Regions from separate parts of the Sus scrofa genome. Here region 2 is linked to region 1. A link is a contact called in public Hi-C data. All regions are on one chromosome and are shown on one strand. The core of a region is the stretch at or near the end of the contact, and the rest is flanking DNA. Distances in the headings are between cores, read along the strand shown.

Region 1 (2,574 bases), core at 25-2,524:
AAAAGGAAAGCAACTCAAGATTTATAAATGCCTCTTTATTAAGGCAAAGATGTATTTTTTTCCTTTTTATTGCTGCACCTGCAGCCTATGGAAGTTCTTGGACTGGGGTTCCAATCAGAGCTGTAGCTGATGGCCTATGTCACAGCCACAGCAATGCTGGATCTAAGCCATATCTGTGACCTACACCACAGCTTATGGCAACATAGGATACTTAATCCACTGAGTGAGGCCAGGGATCGAACACATACCCTCCTGGAGACTATGTTGGGTCCTTAACCCAGTAAGCCACAATGGAAACTCCAATAAAGATACATTTTTTTTTAAAAGAGTAATGAAATAAAGTGACCATAATGGGTTACTGTAAGAACCTAGAGTTTGCCTTGATGGATGTGAATCAACCTGCAGTCTCTTTCATTTTTCCTGAAATGTCAATTTTCAAGAATAGGTCTAAATTACATCAAGAACTGGTCCTCATTAGAGGTAAGCTTGTGGCACCAAGATGCCTAGAGAGAAGTAGGAGCAAACACTGTTTCAGATGATCTTCAAGGAACCTGCTTGCCTTTAGGTTTTATCTCTAAGTCTCTATAAATGTTTATCAATCACCATCCATGGCATCAACTTAGACCACTAAGTTTTACTTTCATGTATGTATTTGTGTGTGTGTTACTTCCCTCCCCATGGCCACTGACACAAAAGCTCATTCTAAAATCCTCCCCTATTCAACAAAATACAAACAGAGATAGCAGAATCTGTTAAACATTGACTTGGGAAGAGTCATTTAACAGGAAATTGCGCCTGCTGCTGCCTTACCTGTAATACACCCCAATATGCCCCTCTTCTATCTTGTGCACGGCTGAGAAGAGAGATGCACAAAAGAAACTGGCAGCCACAGCCACAACTGCTCCCAACTGAGCCATCAGTGAAAGTTTATCCTGGGGAAAAAGAACGGGAAAACGTGTGCCGTCCGACTTGAGGGAGAAAAGCTCTGACCCTGAGAGCACCTCTCCAGGCTGGGCGCTTGAAAGTGGTTCCCATCCAGCCCATAGTAGTATGAACAGAGGCTAGATCTACACCTCTCCTCATCCCTGCTCTCAGTCGACACTCCCATCCATTCCTTAACTGTGGAATGATATTCCCCACCTCCTGGAAGAGGCAGTGACTCCAGAAACAGCCCTGGCCCAAGGGAAAACCAGTGCAAGTTGGTCAGCGTTCAGAACACAGCCTTCTCTTCCTGTGAACACGAAGGGGCTGTCACCGGAGCCACTCATACTAGTAAAAGAGGAAGAGAAGCAGCTGCAGTACGTTGGCCCAAATTACAGAGCATGTCAAATGACAGGCAGTTGTGGCTGTGTAATTCTGGTCAGAGACTCCCAGTCCTAATTGCCTGCCATTTCAAAGGAAACCATTATTTACTCCTTTCAGATGCTGGAGCGACAGAGACAGCATACGAGCGGAGTTCCATGGCGGGATTCTCTGGCCTTTCATTCACTTTCCCAGTTATTCCTTTGGCCCTAAACAATGCAGGGCTCTGAGCAAGACTGAAGCCACACTCCCTCCCATATGCTTGACCGGTGCTTTGCACCTGGCAGGTTCCGCAAGCTCATGGTGAGAGCAGAAAGCGGGTTCTTCAGGCTGGGGAGACTCTGGGCTCCGGCGTCCAACTGCATTCAGACACCAGGACGCGAAAGAGCTGGCATCCAGGGACTCATTTCCTGAACACTGAACGATCTGCAAAAACTAGGGTAACTGACAGCGAGGTTCCCAATCGGGGTGCCGGGGCCCACCCGCGCAGGGCGTGGACTCTGCCTCCTGGGTCTAACTTAACTCGGGCGCAGACGTCTGCGAGGCGCTTATTTTACCGTGTGGCCTCCAGCTACCGATCTGCAGCTGCGTCCTTTCTACAAAAGCCCTTCCCTCCCCCGAAGTCACCCCCGCCCCACCTCGCGCTCCTTCCCTGCCCTTTTTGGAGAGAGGGTCGCAAGTCCCAAGAGCCCTGGGTCGGGGCTGGAGGCTCCGAGAGCCTCCGCTCCGTCCCGCCTAGGGGCTCGCGGGAAATGGAGGGGACAGAAAGGGGTTGCTTTCTCGCTCCCAAGGGAGAGAGGATGCTGTGCGAGGGCCTGGGAAAACGATGATCAGCTCCGGCCGCGAGCCGCAAGGAGGCCCAGCGCGCGCACTAAGAGGCGGGGGCCGCGTACCAGGCTGTCCCTCCAGGCGCTCCGTACTCGTCCGAACCCCAGTGCAACCGCAGAAGCCGCCACACCCCTCAGCGCGCTACTTCCTTCCGGGCCCGTCGCTTCGATGACGCCATTAGTTCACGCGAGAAGACCACACCCCTTCTCTCCCTAGTTCGCCAGCCCCGCCCCCGCGCTTCGAGAGGTCGTTGTCCGAGGATTGCCGCCAGAGGGCGCCCGTGACTCGGTCCCGGCGGTCAAGACGACCGTCAGGAATTTCTGGGGTGGGGGTGGTGCGGGCACCTGGAGAGTGACCCCAGGGGCAGCACCAGTGGCTGCGGGAGCTGAGAACGAGGTGTCACTTTCCCAGGCTTTGACTTTGGAGTTTGCTCTGGATTCCCTT
Region 2 (2,574 bases), core at 39-2,538, 35 kb after region 1:
TGGAGAGCGAGGGCGGGGCTGCTGGGCGGAACTGCGCTAACCCTGCCGGCCGGTGAGATCCCTCGCTCTCGGTGTCCCCGGAGTGCGCCACCGGTCCCGGGAAAAGAGCAGTGGAAGTAGTCTACCAAAGGTGACTTCTCTGGAGTCAGGGCTGAGGGAGGGCCTGTAACTCGCCCCCTGCCCTCGAATCTCCCCCTAGTCTATGCCCAGGGAAAAACTTATTGCTTCAGTTTGGGTAACTTCGCTTAGGACGGGTTTCAGGCGGTGGCGCCGCGGGGTAGAAGCCGGGAAAAGCGCGTTCTGAAGCTAGGGCTGCCGTTGGCGCTCTCTTGGTAGCCCCTCCCTCCCGGGGAGGGCACCCAGGGAAGTGGGAGGAAGAAAGACCTGGGATCGGGAGTGCCGGGGCGTAGTGCGCTCTAACCGGATGGGACAGAGGCGGAGCAGGACCGGGCCGATCCGGCTTCAAAGAGAACAAACCCGGGTAGAGAGAGGTGGGCGGGAGAGGCCCAGGAGAGATCTTCTCCGGCCTGGAAACTGGGTGGCGAGGAAAAGTAAAAGACCCAGTGGAGACTCCAAGAGCAAACCCAATCCGGGAGAAAACATGTAGCTCCGAAAGGCGAGTGTGGAAGGGGAACCTTTCCGGAAAAGCCCAGGGAGAACCGTGTGGGCTCTGATCCCTCTGTTCTCCGTCCCTTCTCACACCGTCCGCCAGTGTGGCCGGACCTGAGCGTCGCACCGAGCCCCAGGGCGCAGGGAGCAGGGCCGTGGGCCCGGCAGTGGTGGGCGGAATGGGGCCGGCGCTGGACTGGCAGCGACCAGTCGACTGACCTCAATGGGGCTGACGGGAGTGGAGGACAGCGGCTGCAGGTACTCCGGATGCAGGAGGTGGCCGGTGTGCGCGCTCAGCATCTTCAGGACCCTGATGGGGAGCCGGTTTGCCTGGCGCAGGGGGTCCGCCGGGGGCAAGAGAGACACCGCCGCCGGCACCGCCGGCCTCTTCCCGCCTCCGCCGCTACCGCTGCCGCTGCTTTCGGGTGTCCTTGGGTTAGATCCAGCGGGCGAATCGCTCATTTGGAGGAGGCAGCGCCACTGGGGGGGCGGGGAGGGAGGGGGAGCACCGGGGAGGCGAGCTCCCGCGGCGGGTGGGCTCGCTCCGCAGCGCCAAGCGCGGTGCAGCAGCCGCTGCGCCTCCACCCCTCCTCCACCGACGCCACCGCCGCCGCTGCAGCCGCCGCCGCCGCCGCTATTCCCGGCGAGCAACACAAAAACCTTCGCCTTCCGCGAGCCGCACGTCAAATAGCCGCGATCGGCAGCCACACTTCAAAGGGATCGCCGCGGCCGCCCAATCGCAGCTCTCGCCGGGACCCCGGGGCGGGGAGAGCGGCGGGCGGAGGCCGGCGCCGCCGGTGGGCGGGGAGAGCCTTAAAGGGGCCTCGCCTGCGCGCGCCTCTCCCGCCTCGGCCTTTACCACTCTCCGCACTCCTCCCCTCCCCCCAACTGGGCCACCCCTACCCTGGGGTCCCGGAGAGCAGGGGACTTCTCCGTGACCCCAAGGTCTGCGCCCTGTCTTTCGCTAGCTTCCCTATCGCTCTGTTCTCTCTCCCTTCGCACCGCGGGGAGTTGGTGCTGGCGGGGGCAGTCACCCTCAGGCCGTGTGTGTTTGGGGTGGGGTGGACTGGGGTGGGGGTGGGGTAGGAGCTCCCGGCGTTGGCTCTCTTACAGTCAGGTCCAAGCCTCTCCCCGAGGCGGCCTGGGGGCGGGCCGTGCCTCGGGAACCCAGCTCTGCTGCGGCCCTGCTCAGGCTCTGCTCAGGCTCAGCTCCGGCTCCGCTCCGGTCCAGCTCTCTTCCCCTAATTGGCTTCTCCCGGGTGGGCTCATTTGGAAGCGCTCGAGACCCGGAGGCAGCAGCGGTTCTCGGGATGCGGGGTAAAGCGCTCCAATAACTTTGAGCCAGTCCTGTCCGAAGCCTGCAAGTTTGAGGACTCCCTTAGGGGGTGAAATGATTGCGATAAGGCGCTGTTCCCTAGGTTGTGCGCGCCGCCGGCGCACAGATTTATAGGTTCGATGTTTTTGAGTGTGTTTTCAGGTTTCTTACAATGTCCTGCTTAGAGGCATAAAATTCTCTCACGGCACAGAGCCTTGCTGCTATTTGGGGGTTGGGGGAATCTAAGTGCTGCACCCGGATACAAACTCTAGAGATGCGTCCCCCACATGTTTTCTTCTCTCGGGGCTGGGGAGGGGGTAAATTTCCCAGGGAAATTTCGGAGTTAAAAACTTTGTATTAAAAATAACAGTATTCTCCTCTACTCCACCTCCTTCCCCTGGTGCCTTTCTAATAAAGTTTGCATTGCCAGCCTCGCACCGGGCAGAGATTTTACATAGACCTAATCTCGACATCATTAAGGTTCCCTGCCTGCGGATCAGAAGGTGAACCTGGGTCTTTGTGCTCTGGCCTCCGGGGAGACCACTTCGCCGTGCTCTCAGCGACCAGTGGAGGCGCGCTGGTGTCACTGCCTCGCTTGGAGTACCACTTTCCCAGCTCGAATCCATCACTCCGATTGTCAGGCCTGTCAC

What was found. Hi-C and Micro-C count contacts between places; a contact is called where the count stands out from the background.
Region 2: a contact with region 1 is called in a Hi-C map of skeletal muscle, with 2.7 times the contacts expected there. The contact joins the promoter of ZNF703 here to the promoter of ERLIN2 in region 1. A contact is called at or near these places in 1 of 5 promoter capture datasets (liver), 9 of 47 Hi-C or Micro-C datasets (brain, embryonic fibroblasts, fibroblasts and 3 more) and 2 of 2 datasets of contacts at active chromatin or transcription factors (alveolar macrophages and skeletal muscle).

The regions. Positions count from the first base shown.
Region 1 is chr15:48,660,332-48,662,905 of Sscrofa11.1, forward strand. It overlaps ERLIN2 (ER lipid raft associated 2), which reads right to left and starts at 1,275. Exons shown (of 11, transcript NM_001143706.1): 1 at 811-1,275. The coding sequence starts at 917.
Region 2 is chr15:48,695,351-48,697,924 of Sscrofa11.1, forward strand. ZNF703 (zinc finger protein 703) reads right to left here and starts at 1,289. Exons shown (of 2, transcript XM_003133370.5): 1 at 829-1,289. The coding sequence starts at 1,071. LOC110256999 (a long non-coding RNA gene) reads left to right here and starts at 1,423. Exons shown (of 2, transcript XR_002339108.1): 1 at 1,423-1,554; 2 at 2,342-2,574.